Regions from separate parts of the Rattus norvegicus genome. Here region 2 is linked to region 1. Evidence: chromatin contacts called from public Hi-C data. All regions are on one chromosome and are shown on one strand. The core of a region is the stretch at or near the end of the contact, and the rest is flanking DNA. Distances in the headings are between cores, read along the strand shown.

What was found. Hi-C and Micro-C count contacts between places; a contact is called where the count stands out from the background.
Region 2: a Hi-C map of the A7r5 cell line shows a contact between it and region 1, with 7 times the contacts expected there. The contact joins two enhancer-like sites. A contact is called at or near these places in 3 of 12 Hi-C or Micro-C datasets (the A7r5 cell line, Schwann cells and frontal cortex).

What each region holds. Positions count from the first base shown.
Region 1 is chr10:38,398,050-38,405,166 of GRCr8, forward strand. No RefSeq gene overlaps it. Among named protein-coding and RNA genes, the nearest start is that of Irf1, 16 kb to the right of the region's middle. Within about 2 kb of position 2,817, at least 5 of the 93 cell types and tissues checked have an H3K27ac peak or open chromatin away from gene starts, as enhancers often do. A contact at or near this core is called in the A7r5 cell line, where this site is marked.
Region 2 is chr10:38,894,690-38,901,806 of GRCr8, forward strand. No RefSeq gene overlaps it. Among named protein-coding and RNA genes, the nearest start is that of Csf2, 8.6 kb to the left of the region's middle. Within about 2 kb of position 3,807, at least 4 of the 93 cell types and tissues checked have an H3K27ac peak or open chromatin away from gene starts, as enhancers often do. A contact at or near this core is called in the A7r5 cell line, where this site is marked.

The DNA of each region.
Region 1 (7,117 bases), core at 1,567-4,066:
AAGCCTCCCTTCTCTCTCATGTCTTATCGTATGTTATTTATAAGTAGCCTTGGATAACTGTAAAGTTAGATCTACCGCTGAGAGAAAGTACAGCGTTTTATCTCTCCTTTCCCTTCCGTCACCATCTGTGTTTTCCTCCTTCACGTTCCTGTTCCGTGCCCGTGCCTGTGCACGTTTGAACCTGGGTTCCTCAAATGAGAGAAAGCATGCAATATTAGTCTGGGTCTGGCTTATTTTGCTCAACAAGATGATCTTCAGTTAAATCTATTTTCCTGGAAATAATGTAATTTTATTTGTTTGTTTGGTTTGGTTTTTAGGGACAGGGTTTCTCTATGTAGCTCTGGCTGTCCTGGAACTTGCTCTGTAGACCAGGCTGGCCTTGAACTCAGAGATTCGTCTGCCTCCCGACTGCTGGAAAATTTAATTCTTTATGGGGAAGCAAAACTGTTGTGTTGGGCCTGCATTCTCAGCATTTAGGAGGCCGAGGTTGGGCTAGCTTGGAGTACACAGGAAATTCCAGATCAACTAGACTACAGTGAGAAAGAGGCAGCGGCATGTTTTGTGTGTATACACAGTTTTGTTTTTTTTCTCTTTTTCCTGGTTTGTCTGTTGATGGACATCTTGCCTGGTCCCATATCTTGGCCGTCGTGAGCCATGCATCGGGGCCTGCCGAGTGCTGACTCAGGTTCCTTCCGTGTGTACAGGGCTGGTCCCACGAATCACATGGTAGTCTACTTTTAGTAATGAGGAACCTCTGTTATTTCCACAGCTGGCTGCCCCCGTTCACATTCTCACCCATAGTGATGAGGGTTCCCTTTTCCTCAGCTAGGTTTCCTCATCTCCCGCTCTTTCTACAGTAGCATTTTGTTGGATTGGGTTGGATATTTGCCTGTGGGAGTGGGGCGGAGGAGGGGGCAGCTGGGATCAGAGGCGCGTGATGCCTTGCTCTAAAAACCAACATTAAATGTATGACATAATGGGTTTTGATAGGGCACTTTCAAACATGTCTACGATGTACTTTGATGACATTGTCCCGTCTTGTCATCGCATACACTGAGAACAGCATCAAATACCTGCTGTTGTTTATTTGCAATGCTAAGGACCGGATCCAGGACCATGCGGCCAGTGGGCAACACTCCACCATCAGGCTGCGTTGCTGGCCCCCAAAATGTTAGTTTTGTTTTTCATCACGAAACATTCCTTATTTCATTTTTAACATCTATTTATTTTAAAACAAGGTCTAACATCTGCCTTCTGTGAAGAACTTTCTAGCCACACACTCAGAGATCCACCTGCCTCAGCCTCGAGAGTGCTAGGATTGAAGGCATTCACCGCCACCGCCACCGGTTAGTCACAAAGGCTCTATGTCAGCAGTTTAAAGACATGAATCGGAGAGCACTTGCTGACAAGCCTGAGTTCAAACCTCAGGATGCACACGATGGGAAGAGAGAACGTTGTGCTCTTACACACACACATGACTGCTGTGGCATGTGTGTCCACACAAACAAACAAGTGCTTTCAAAATAATGTAACTCGGAGACTGGGGAGATGGTTCCATCAGTAAAGTGCTTGCTCTGTAAGCGCAAGGACCTGAGTGTGGATCCTCTCAGTGCCCAAAAAGGCCAAACAAAATGGCCGATACCTGTAAACCCAGAGCTAGTGAGGCAGGAATAACAGGGTTTCCGGGGCTTGCCAGCCAGCTCTCTCTAGCTAAAGCTCTCTCCTCTAGCCCTGGCTTCTAGGAGAGGTTCTGTCTCAAACCACCACCACCAAACCAAAATAAAATTGTGGAAACTGATACAGTAAGATACTCTGCCAACCCATGACCTCCACTCACATTGCCTATCTGTGTACCCAAACACAAATGTGCTCACACACACTAACATGGACACATGGACACAAATGTACGCACGCGCGCGCGCGCGCGCGCCCACACACACACACAAAATATAAAGATGTGACTCTCTTTGCTTCTAAGAGTGAGACTCACTTTCCAGATTTGACCCTTTAGTCACAAAGGGTCATTTTTTTCCAGAAGTGTTTGTGTGTTTGCAACAAAGTCTCATGTAGCCCAATCTGGCCTACAAACTTGCTTGGTGTTGTAGCAAAGGATAGCCCTTAAGTTTCTGATCTTCCTGTGATCACCTCCCAACTGCCAGGATTACAGGTGTACCACTTTGGTGGGTAGTGATTGTCAGCTTGACAGTGTGCACATACACACACACTAATGATAATAAATTACCTTACAGCAAAGTAATAGGCTTCCATATGGGATTTTCACATATGTTTCATTTGATCCTCTTCTACCCCTACATACACATACACCACCCCCCACACACGTATGTACCTATTGGCATATATACACATATAGACATATGTAACATATATATTACATGTACTCATTTAATAAATTGACTATTGTGCTATAAGAATATTTTATTGTATTTTAATTAATTAATTAAATTTTTATCTTGAGACAGAGTCTACTATGCAGACCAGACCAGCCTCAAACCCATAAAGATCAGTCTACCTTTGCTTCCCAGGTGCTAGAATTAAAGGTGTGTGACTCATCAAATTGACTAATATCATTTTTTTTTTGAAACAAGATATCATGTAGCCCAGACTAACCTCCGACTTAACCTTGTAACGGAAATGACTTTAAAGCCCTGATCCTCCTGCCTTTACCTCCCAAGCTCTGGGATTGCCAGTGGAATCGCTGTGCCTGACTAGTTTTGCAAACATTCTTTGTGCATTCTAGACACAAATACTTTGGCAGGTATGCATTTATAAATATCTCCTCCCATTCTGTAGCCGCCTCCACAATTGAGTCAGCTGTTTGGCTTCCCTGCCACACTCTGCCCGGATTACATCCTACTGTGTGAGCTGTTGTCCCTCCACCCTGGTTCACCCCTCCTACATCCGCACCCTACTCTGATTATGGAACAGTCCTCTCCTTCTCTCTGGTCTCATTGCAGCCCACTCTGCACGAAGCAGTCAGTGAGCTTCTTAAAGAGCACACCTCAGGCTGGAGAGATGACTCAGCAGTTAAGAGAACACGACTCTTGTAGGAGACCTGAGCTGGGATCCCAGGACCCATGAAACGCAGCCACAACCACTTGTAACTCCAGCTCCAGGAGGATCCAGTGTCTTCGGCCTCCACGGGCATTTGTGCTCATGTGTACATATTTATATACAAAACCGTGTATATGCACATAATTTTAAATAATAAAATATTAAAATAAAATATTAAAAGATAAAGGGAAAGCACATTGCAGCGATTCTCTCCTGCACACGGTATCCTTTCAAAGTCTTTGCATTCTTTTATGGTTTTGTTATTATTTTTAATTAAATTGTGTTTTTAGATTTTATTTTTATTTGTGTGTGTGTGTGTCTGTGTCTGTGCATATGAGTGCTGGTTCCAGAGGAGGCCAGAAAAGGACTTCAGATCCATCCCCTGGGGGTGGAGTTACAGGTGCTGTGACTTGAACTTCAGGCCTTTGCAAGAGCAGCCAGAATTCTTACCTATTGAACATCTCTCCATGTTGTTCTTTCAGTAAATTATCATTCATCATCATTGTCATCGTCGTCACCATCACCACACACCATCACCATCATCAATTAGTGTGTGTACATGCAATTCCTCCATATGGAGGTTGGAGGACAATTTTGTGCAGTCAGACCTCTCCTCCCACCTTTGCATGGGTTCCTGGGATCAAACACAAGTTGCCAAGCTTGTGTGGGAAATGCCTTTACCTACTGATCCATCCATCTGATTCTACTGCTCACTTTGAGACAGGAATTTAACGAGGCTAGTTAAATGAGTCTCTAGGCTGGCCTGAGACTCATTATGTAGCCAAAGATAGACTTGAATTTCTGGGCCTCTACCTCCCAAGTACTGGGATTACAAACAGCCACCAGCATAGTAAATGTATACAGTACTGACTAACAATCTGACAAGCCATACACAGTCCCCAGCACTCTTTGTTTTCTGAAACAGGGTCTTGCATAGCCCAGGCTAGCCTTAAACTTGCTGGGTAGCTGAAGTGGAAACTTCTAGTTCTTTGGAAAATTAGTTATGACAGATGATGCTTTGTTAGGACACCCAGGTGAAAGGACGTCTTGCTAAAGCAACCACATGAAAGACTGTTTTCCTGAAGCAGACACAGGTGAAAGGATGTTTGGATACAGCAGACACGTGAAAGGACCCTTGATAAAGGAGTATAAATACGACCCCACAGTGGGAGACTGGGCATTGGTTTGGTTTTTCTCTGTCTGACTATTCTTTGCTAAAGACACACATCTATCGTTTCACCTTACATAGCATTGTTGAGCTCACCTTGTGGTCATGCTACCACTGAGAGAAACTCGCCCAAGAACTGCTCCTGGGGTTCCTGAGTTTCCTGAGGTTCTTGCAGCAGCTTGCTGCTTCCACAGCCATGCCTCAGGCCAATTGATGAGCCTGGAAGTTTCTTCAAGATTGAACTACAGCTGCCTGGTGTCTGCTTGCTGAAAGGACTGGACTGTAGCTGCTGGTTCGTGCCTGGGTCTGCTTGCCTAGAGGACTGGTCTGAAGCTGCTGAATCATGTTGGTGTTTGCTATGGGATTGAACTGCTTGCTGCCCAAGAATATCGAGCTCACCCCCAAAGAACTATTGTTGAACAGGCCCACTTTCCCCCTATCCTAATAACTTTCTCTTCCACTGCCTCTCCTGGGTGGTGGACTAGAGGAGAGCTTGAACCCTTATTAAAAGTAAGTTGCAAAGAATTTATGCCTACAGGTAGCCAAGGATGATCTTACATTTCTATCAGAAATGCCTCCTGCCTCTGCTCCCTGAGTGCTGTGACTGACTATAGGTGGTGCCATCACATACAAGTAAGCCTTCCATTCCCTTGCCATAAAGCCTAGTGCTCAGGAATAGGTCCCAAGGCCCCACCTGGTCTGGGCCTGCTTACCTCGCTGGCTCGTTTTACCCATGTCCCCATGCCCTCCATGTAGCAACGGTGGTCTGGCTGTCACCCCAGGGCTTTGTACTGCCCATCCCTTCAGTTTGGAATGTTCTTCTGATGATCCTTCTGTCAGGGAGCTAAAAGGTCACCCTCCTCAGAGAGACATTCCTTAGACCCCAAATTTAAGGTGGCCTTCTTTATACTATCATATTATCTTATTGTTATAAATGTGTGACAGTTTTCTTGTCTGATAAATGACTAAACCTACCTGTGCTGGAAAATTAGTTTCAAGAACAGGGTTAAATAGATGGCCCAGTGGTAAAGAGGACTGACTGCTCTTCCAGAGGACCTGGGTTCAATTCCCAGCACCCACACAGTGGCTCACAACAGTCTACACCAGTGGTTCTCAACCTCCTGAATGCTGTGACCCCTCAATGCAGTTCCTCATGTTGACTCTTAACCATAAAGTTATTTTTGTTGCTACTTCACAACTGTAACTTTGTTACTGTTATGAATTAAAATGTCAACATCGGATATGCAGAATATTTGATATGTGACTTCTGTGAAAGGGTAGTTTGACTCCCACAGCAGTCTCTACCCACAGATTCAGAACCACTGATCTATAACTCCCATTTCTAGGAGATCCAATACCCTCTCTGATCTCCACAGATACCAGGTACACACATGGTACACAGACATACATGCAGACAAAACACATATACACATAAATTAAAGTTTTCATTGTTTTGTTTTTGGAGGCAGGGTTCCTCTGACTGTTCTGGAACTTGTTCTGTAGATCAGACCGGCCTTGAAGTCAGAGATCAGCCTGTCTCTGCCTCTGCCTCCAGCATTTAACTGTACCACCACTGCCCAGGTTAAATCAATTTTTTAAAACACAGGCACACTGAGATCATAGCTCATTGACACCATGCCCACTTCATAAACTCTTGCTGAGCGGCTGGGCCCGTCACACACTTCTGCACCTGGCACCTGGCGGGGTAAATGTTTGTTCTCTGCGTTAATCACAGTATCCATCAGTCCCCATGCATGATCAGTAGCCTTCCCTGGGCTAGAAAAGATGAACGTGGGCTGGAGAGATGGCTCAGCGGTTAAGAGCACCCGACTACTCTTCCAGAGGTCCTGAGTTCAATTCCCAGCAACCACATGGTGGCTCACAACCATCTGTAATGGGATCTGATGCCCTATTCTGGTGTGTCTGATGACAGCTACAGTGTACTTATATATAATAAATGAATAAATCTTAAAAAAAAAAAAAAGAAAAGATGAACGTGCAGGAAACTAACAAGAGGAAAAAACCTGCAGGAAAGAATGAGAGGGGAGGGGCCGAGGGCACGGCTCAGTGGGCTCAAGTCCCCAGCACTAGACATAAAGAGTCAGACGTAGCTACAACTGTCTGTCACCCCAGCAGAGAGGGGCAGAAACAGTAATAGCCCAAGAGCTCCCTGGTCAGGTAGCCTAGCTGAACCGGCTGCTTTTGGTTCTTTTTTTTTTTTTTTTTTCCTTCGGAGCTGGGGACCGAACCCAGGGCCTTGCACTTCCTAGGCAAGCACTCTACCACTGAGCTAAATCCCCAACCCTGCTTTTGGTTCTTATTGGAGAGAGCGATAGGGGAAAACACCAATGACCTCCTTGGGCCTCCACATGTGTACATTGCGCTCTTGTACACACACACACACACACACACACACACACCAAATAACAAATACCATTTTTAAAAAAGAGCTAGAAGAGATCAGTTGATCCAGCGCATCCTGGAGGCTTTGTGACCCAATGACAATAACCCTGTCTTGGTGCAAGTCTGCTACCCCAGGGGTAGTCGAACATATGTTGACTGCTGGGGCTGTCAGGCCCATGTAGAATGCATGAAATCTGATGGTGAAGTTAACAACACAGCCCACAGGTTTCCTAGCCCTGTTTTTAATATTGTGGTTTATATGAGTGCATGTGTGCATCGTGCATATGTATGTATGTATGTATGCATGCATGCATGTATGTATATATGTATGTAAGTGGATATGTGCTCTTATGAGTGTGTCTAAACCTGTTTGTGCTTGTGATTTCCAGTACCACCTTCTATCTCCTCCCATCTTATTTATTTGTTTTAGAGACAGTGTATCTCACTGAACCTAGAGCTCACAGACTGGCTAGA
Region 2 (7,117 bases), core at 2,557-5,056, 500 kb after region 1:
CAAAGAAAGACTGTCTTCACCAGGGTCTGAGCAGGTCAGCATTCTACATGAAAATTAAGTAGATTAAATTGTCTTTGATGGAGAAATTTAATCCCCACGCAGACCTGCTCTAGTGCCCCATGAGGTTCACATGCATATCCTCAAGAGGCAAAGGCAGCTGGGAGGCCAGGGTACAGAGCTGTGCGGGGGAGGGGGCGATCTAGGTAGACTACAAAGAAGCAGGCTACAGTGCTGTGCAGGGATCTGGGTGGGCTACAAAGTAGCAACTGCGTTGTACCTATTTTCCTATAAAGAGTCAATTAGGACACAAGACTGTCTTCCCTATTCCTAGCTAGGAGGAGACAGTTCTAGGAATAAGCAGCCTGACTCTCTCTGCCTGAGGAGAACAGAGAGATTAAATCTGGAATATTGCTTGGCCCAAGTGGTTTGCCACCCCTCTGGATTCAAAGCCCACAGTCATGCCAGTGGCTAGCGGTGGCTGTCTATTTATTATGATTTTTCAATATTCGGTTATTTATTTGTGTGATTGCAGGCATGGCTTATGTGTAGGGAGTCAGAGGACAGCTCTCTCTCTCTCTCTCTCTCTCTCTCTCTCTCTCTCTCTCTCTCTCTCTCTCTTTTTGGTTCTTTTTTTCGGAGCTGGGGACCGAACCCAAGGCCTTGCGCTTCCTAGGCAAGTGCTCTACCACTGAGCTAAATCCCCAACCCCTAGTTCCCTCTTTGCAATGAGTACCTAGGATAGACTTCGGTCATCAGGTTTGGTGGCAAGTGCTTTAATCCACTGGTGCAAGTCCTCTGGTGGTCATGTTTGGCCACAAGTGCCACCAAACCTTTTCATTGGCCTGACTGTGTAATATTTTTATTACCACCCTTACTGCAGCGAATGGGGCCAGGACACAAAACATGCCACATCATATGCTCATAGAACGGGGAAAGAAGGGAGACCTATGTCCTGGTGCCAGATGTGAACTTTAGTGCCTAGCCTCCTTTCTGATGTGTCCCCAACTCTCTGCTCATAGAGGCACCCTGTCTCCACATCAGTTGTCTGTGCTGCCTGGATTGGTCTCCAGAACATCTCTGGGCACCCCTAGGAGGGCCCAACTGGCGCATCTACAGAAGGAAGTTCCAGCAGTCTGAGTTGAAGGCTACCATCTGAGAGGGAAGATGCAAAGTTCCAAGACTCTATACGCCTTGGGGAACAGAGAATGCTCAGTGAGGGGAAAGTGTCTGTACCACCCAGGCTGGAAGTGGAAGGTGTGTCGGGGCCACTCTAGAGGCCGAGTGAGAAACAGAGGAAGTCCTGCGTGACAGTGACTGTGAGTTAATAAACACTCTCAGAGGCATGTAGGGGGATTTGGGGACACAGAGGAAACCGCAGAGGGATCTAAGCTCTGGTGTAGGGGAGGCAGAGAAGTAGGAAAGGGGGACAGAAAAGCATGTGAAAGTATGTATGCAGGTGCTTCTGTGAGTGCAGAGGAGCGGAGGGACAGGCGCTCACTCAGGCTACAACTTGAACCATGAGGTAGCACAGGGCATCTTTGTGGGCCCATACCCCGGGGGCCCCGGGCTGGATGAAAGGCTTACGCCTCAGTGGCACCAGCAGACATACTGCAGCTTAATGCTTCAGAAGGTCGAGAGTCCCACTGTCAGGACTTCTCTTTACCTGAGCGTCTCCCTACCGTCATAATAGGGGCAGTCCTAGACAACTTCGGTCCTCATGGGGATTCTCTGTGTCCCTTTTCACTCCAGGAAGACAGCGTCTTTGCCCAGAACACATCCATGGCCATGAGCCCAACTTCAAGTTTTCGAAGGACAAAGTAGTCCCATTCACTCCACGAGAACTCCCTCTGTCAACCTGGCTCCTCCTCCTCCACGTCCCCTGGGACCCCCGCAGCCTCCATTCTTCAGAACTGTTTTCTGCTTCTACCCACAGCTCCCTCCTTCCCTCCCTCTGTCCCTCTGTCCTGGCCCTTTCCTATTGGTGCAAAATTCAGTATCTTCAAGGTCCCATCCTAACATCCACATCCCTACACCCAGCACACCCCAGGCCTTGGCCATCCAGGTCTGTTATCTCTGTGGTTGCCATGCTGATTGGGCTGTTCTGGGAGTAGGGAATGAGGTGAAGGGAGCAGCTGAGACTAGAGGGGTCCTGCCTCCACCTTGGTCACCTGGTACTCGATCACACTGGACGGCTCATCTACTCAGACGTGCCTAATTCACCCTACACTACTAGATCTCTGTGCCCTAACCACTCAACCATCTGGCTGACTCCTCCCTGTATCTTGTCCATCTACTGCCTGGTGGAGTCCTGCCTCTTGGGTAAGCTTCTGAGCCTCTCTCCTAGTGGAAAGCATCTGAGATCAGCTCCCATCCACCCCCTTCATTCTGTACTGACTGACACCCCCCTCCCTGCATGCTGCTAGCTAACTGGACAGAGTCAGGAGACTCCAGTCGGTACTAACCTATAACTCATTATATTATATATTATATATTATATATTATATAGTATATAGTATATAGTATATAGTAGTATATAGTAGTATATAGTAGTATATAGTAGTATATAGTAGTATATAGTAGTATATAGTAGTATATAGTAGTATATAGTAGTATATAGTAGTATATAGTAGTATATAGTAGTATATAGTAGTATATAGTAGTATATAGTAGTATATAGTAGTATATAGTATGTAGTATGTAGTATATAGTATATAGTATATAGTTTGTAGTATGTAGTATATAGTATATAGTACTATATAGTATATAGTATATAGTATATAGTATATAGTATATAGTATATAGTATATAGTATATAGTATATAGTATATAGTATATAGTATATAGTATATAGTATATAGTATATAGTATATAGTATATAGTATATAGTATATAGTATATAGTATATAGTGTATATATAGTATATATAGTATATAGCATATATAGTATATATAGCATATATAGTATATATAGTATATATAGTATATACAGTATATAGCATATAGTATAACTGCATCTGCATGGGGGAAGCCACAGAGGTCCTCAGCAACGGATTCAAATGGTAATTTAAACCAGGGAGGAAAGAACTTTTCTTTGTCTGGGGGATCTCGAATTGTGGAGTAAGTTTAGCCAGGTTCCCTTCCTTAGATACTTGCCTTTCTGGAAATGTTTCCTTGATTCGTTTTTCTGAGGTCCCATACCTTTTTAGGTAAAGAAAAAGATGTGCGTCCTATCTTGCCTTCCCGATGAACGGCTGTATTTGTAAAATTAAGATAAGAGATGAGTGAAGTTGCTTGTGGCTGGTGTGACCTGCTCTCCAGAAGTGACACTTCAGATGTAGGGAGGGGGCCTTAGCAGCCACTCCTCTAGGATCTGCCATGGAGTGTTGCTGCCCTCTGCTGCCCTTTGGATTTACTGACCTAGCACAAAGACCGGTCTGGGAGCCATGACAGTTGCTGGGAAGATGTAAGCCGGCTTTGCGGTTCTGTTGGATCAGGGGGTTGGCGCCCTTCTTGCCAGTGGCTGGGCATGACAAAGGACCTGTCCCCCTGGGCCTTTATAACAAGAAATTACACACTGCAGGGATTGTCTATAGTTCTAGAGGCTGAGAAGCCTGGAGGAAAGGAACCAACGGGCTCAGGTACTTGTTACCGGCCCCGCCCCCTGCCCCCATTCTCAGACAGCTGTCACACTGTGTCCTCACATGGAGAGAGGACTCAAGGGGGTTCCAGGAGCCTCCCCCCCCTTTAAAGGCATGTTTTAAACTATGTGTATGGAGGTGAGGGCTCTTCTGTGTGTATTAAAGCCAGAAGAGGGCACCAGATCCCTTGGGCATGGAGCACTTGTGAGCCGCCTGAAGGTGTTAGGAACTGAGCTTGGGCCTTCCATTAAGAGCAGTCCATGCTCTTAACTGCTGAGTAATCCCTGTAGCCCGGAGTTCTTTATTTCATGAACTCCCTACACTTACTCTCTTTTTCAGGACTCCACTAGCAGATACCATTGCACAAGTATTTAGGGTTACACACTCAGTCTAAGTCCAAAGCACAGAGATACTCCTCCAAATCCTGTCAAGAACCAACCACAACTTGATTCTGGATTCCAGGCTAGGGCTGTGTTTGGGCAAGGATGTGCTGTCCCCAGATAGGGTCTGAGGTTTGAGGTCGCAGGTAAACCTAAGTGAGACAGGTCAGTGGTCATTTCTGACTCAAGCTGGCTGTACGCTGCAGACTGGACAATTCCAGGACATTCCAAGGATGTCTGTCATTCCCACTTCAAGAGTATCCCCTCCTCCTTCCACTCCACAGCTACAATGTGTCTTGTGTTTCTGACCTCTCTCCTTACTCCTGTGCCTGGTCTGTGTCTGATCCAGCCACTAACTTCTGCTTATTGTATGTTTCTGCATCAACAGAGACTTGGGCCACCCCAGTGTCCAACCCAGAGCTGGGGTTAGTGGCAGACATCACTCTCATCCCAGGTCCTTCTGTCCCATGAGTGCTCTGAGCACATTGCCGTACCTGACCACTGCTCCCACTGCCCATAGATTTTTTCTCCCTCTGATCACCACACCGCTGGTACATTCTTGTCACTTAGGTCTTCACCTGTATGCCAGCTTTCTTGGAGAGACTTTCACAACCATCCAATCTAAAGCACACCCCGCCTCTCTATTTAGTTCACTGTCAAATCCACACGAACAGTACAGAGCCTCCCAACAGGTACTTAGTCAATGTGCACAGGAAAACACAAGGCACTGTGGGAATGCCATGCCCTTCAGTTAGAAGAGCTATGAGTTCATAGCCATGGGGCAGGAGCTCCAAGAAGTGGGTCCTTCAGTGAGATAGGTAGGCAAGAGGAAAATAAATGGACTACTGCCCCACTTTCAGTGAGGGAGGCTCTCACAGCTAGTAAAATATAACACAGTTCCAGGGAGAGTCTGCTGGGAGGTGGGTTAATTGTGCTTTTGTCAACTTGACACAGAGTCAGCTGGGAAGATGAAACCTCAGTTGAAGCAATTCCTCTGTCAGACTGGCCTGTGGGCACATCTGAAGTGGGTTCTCTTGGTTAACAGTTAATGTGGGAGGGCCCAGTCCACTGTGGGTGGGCGGACGGTCAGGAGTTATGTAAGAATGCAAACTGAGCAAGCCAGTAAGCAGCATTCCTTCCTGACCTCAGGTTTCTGCCTTGAGTTCCTGCTTTGGTTTCCCTTGATGCTGTACTGATTTGTAATCCGAAAGAAACCCTCTTCCTCCACAAGGTGCTTTCGGTCACTAGGCAAACTAAGGCAGGGAATGCGTCCTGATTTGCACGCTAATAAATTCTGCCTCTGAGACTAGTGCTATGCTGCAGATAACTGAGCACCGCCCAGCAATTATCACTTCTTTCTTAGCGTTTAAAAATTTAGCATGCAGGGGTTGGAGATTTAGCTCAGTGGTAGAGCGCTTGCCTAGGAAACGCAAGGCCCTGGGTTCGGTCCCCAGCTCCGAAAAAAAGAACCAAAAAAAAAAAAAAAAAAAAAAAAAAGACCTCTGTTGCCCCTCTCATGGTCCTTCTCCCTCCAGGACCTATGACCACACCCACTCATAGACACATGCATAAAAATGTTAATATTGGACGCTCATTAGAGAGAAAGGATGGTGATATTTGTCTTTCTAAGTCTGGGTTACTTCTCTTAAATGCAGTAATTTCCAGTTCTATCCTCCCCACCCCACCCCCCTGGAAATCCCATGGTTTCATCTTGCTTTGTTACTGTATAAAACTCCACTATGTAAACCACATTTCCTTTATCTAGACATCTGTTGATGGACATCTAGGCTGGTTTCACTTCCTGGCTACTGAGAAGGGTACAGCAATAAACACGAATGCTGAGTGTCTCTGTGGGAGGAATTGGCGTCTTTTACATGCGAAAGTGGACATATGGTGCTTCTACCTTTTGACTTTGACAGGCTTCCATAGTGGTTGTACCAGTTTATACTCCCAATGAGTAAGCAGTAAGTAAGGGTTCCTCTTCCTCCACACACTGACCACCGTGTGTGTGTGTGTGTGTGTGTGTGTGTGTGTGTGTGTGTGTGTGTGTGCGCCCCAATCTAACCAAGTGAGATCGAATCCCAAAGTAGCCTTAATTTAGATTGCCCTGGTGGCTAAGAATTATATATTTATAATTATATAGCTTTCCAAATATTTATTGGCCATCTGTTTCTTCTCTGAGACGTGTCTATTCACCTCAGCCTTCCATTTGTGCTTGGAAGATGTGGAGGTTTGGCGTTCAAATTTTTTTCAGTTCTTTGCACATGCTCGATATTAACCCCATCAGACATACGGCTAGTTAACGTTTTCTGCTGTTCTAGAGTCTGTCTCTTTCTTTTGTTGAGAGTTGTTTGGCTGTGTAGAAACTTCATTTCGTTAATGCTACTTGTCAGTTCTTAGGGTTGTCTCCTGGGCTGCTGGAGTCCCGTCAAGTGTCCTTGCCGGTACTTGTGTTTCTCTCTATTCACTTCAGCACTTTATATCCAAGTCTTAGATTAATTTTTAATCAGTTTTTGTGCAGCGCAAGAGACAAAGGTCTACCTCCATTATTCTGTATGTGGATGGCTGGTTTTCAGAACATCATTTTGAAGAGTCTGTTTTCCCACCCCAAGGGTATCTGCCTTTTTCAAAACTTGACTGACAGTGACTATGTGGGTTTATTGTTGGGTCCTCTATTCTGCACCATTGGCTAACGTGTCTGTTTAACGCTGCATTTGTCACTATGGCTTTGTAGTATATTTTGAGGACCGATATGATACTTTTACTTATTCTTTCTGCCTAGGACTCTCTGAGCTGCTTGGAGTTTAAGAACTTTAGGATTTTTTTCTCCTGGTTCTGTAGAAAAAAAAAATGTTACTGGAATTTTGATGAGAATTACCTTAAATCTATAAAGTATTTTTTTTTGGCAATGTAACCATTTTCACAATATTTGTTCTGCCAATAATTTCTATTTTCAGTGTCTTAGAGTTTTTATTGTAGAATCTTATCATCTCCTTGGCTAGGTTTAAAATCCTTTCTGGATATTTTAAATTTTGAAGCCAACTGTGAATGGTGTGTCTTTCTAGCTCCTTTCTCATAAAAGTTGTTATTAGTATACAAA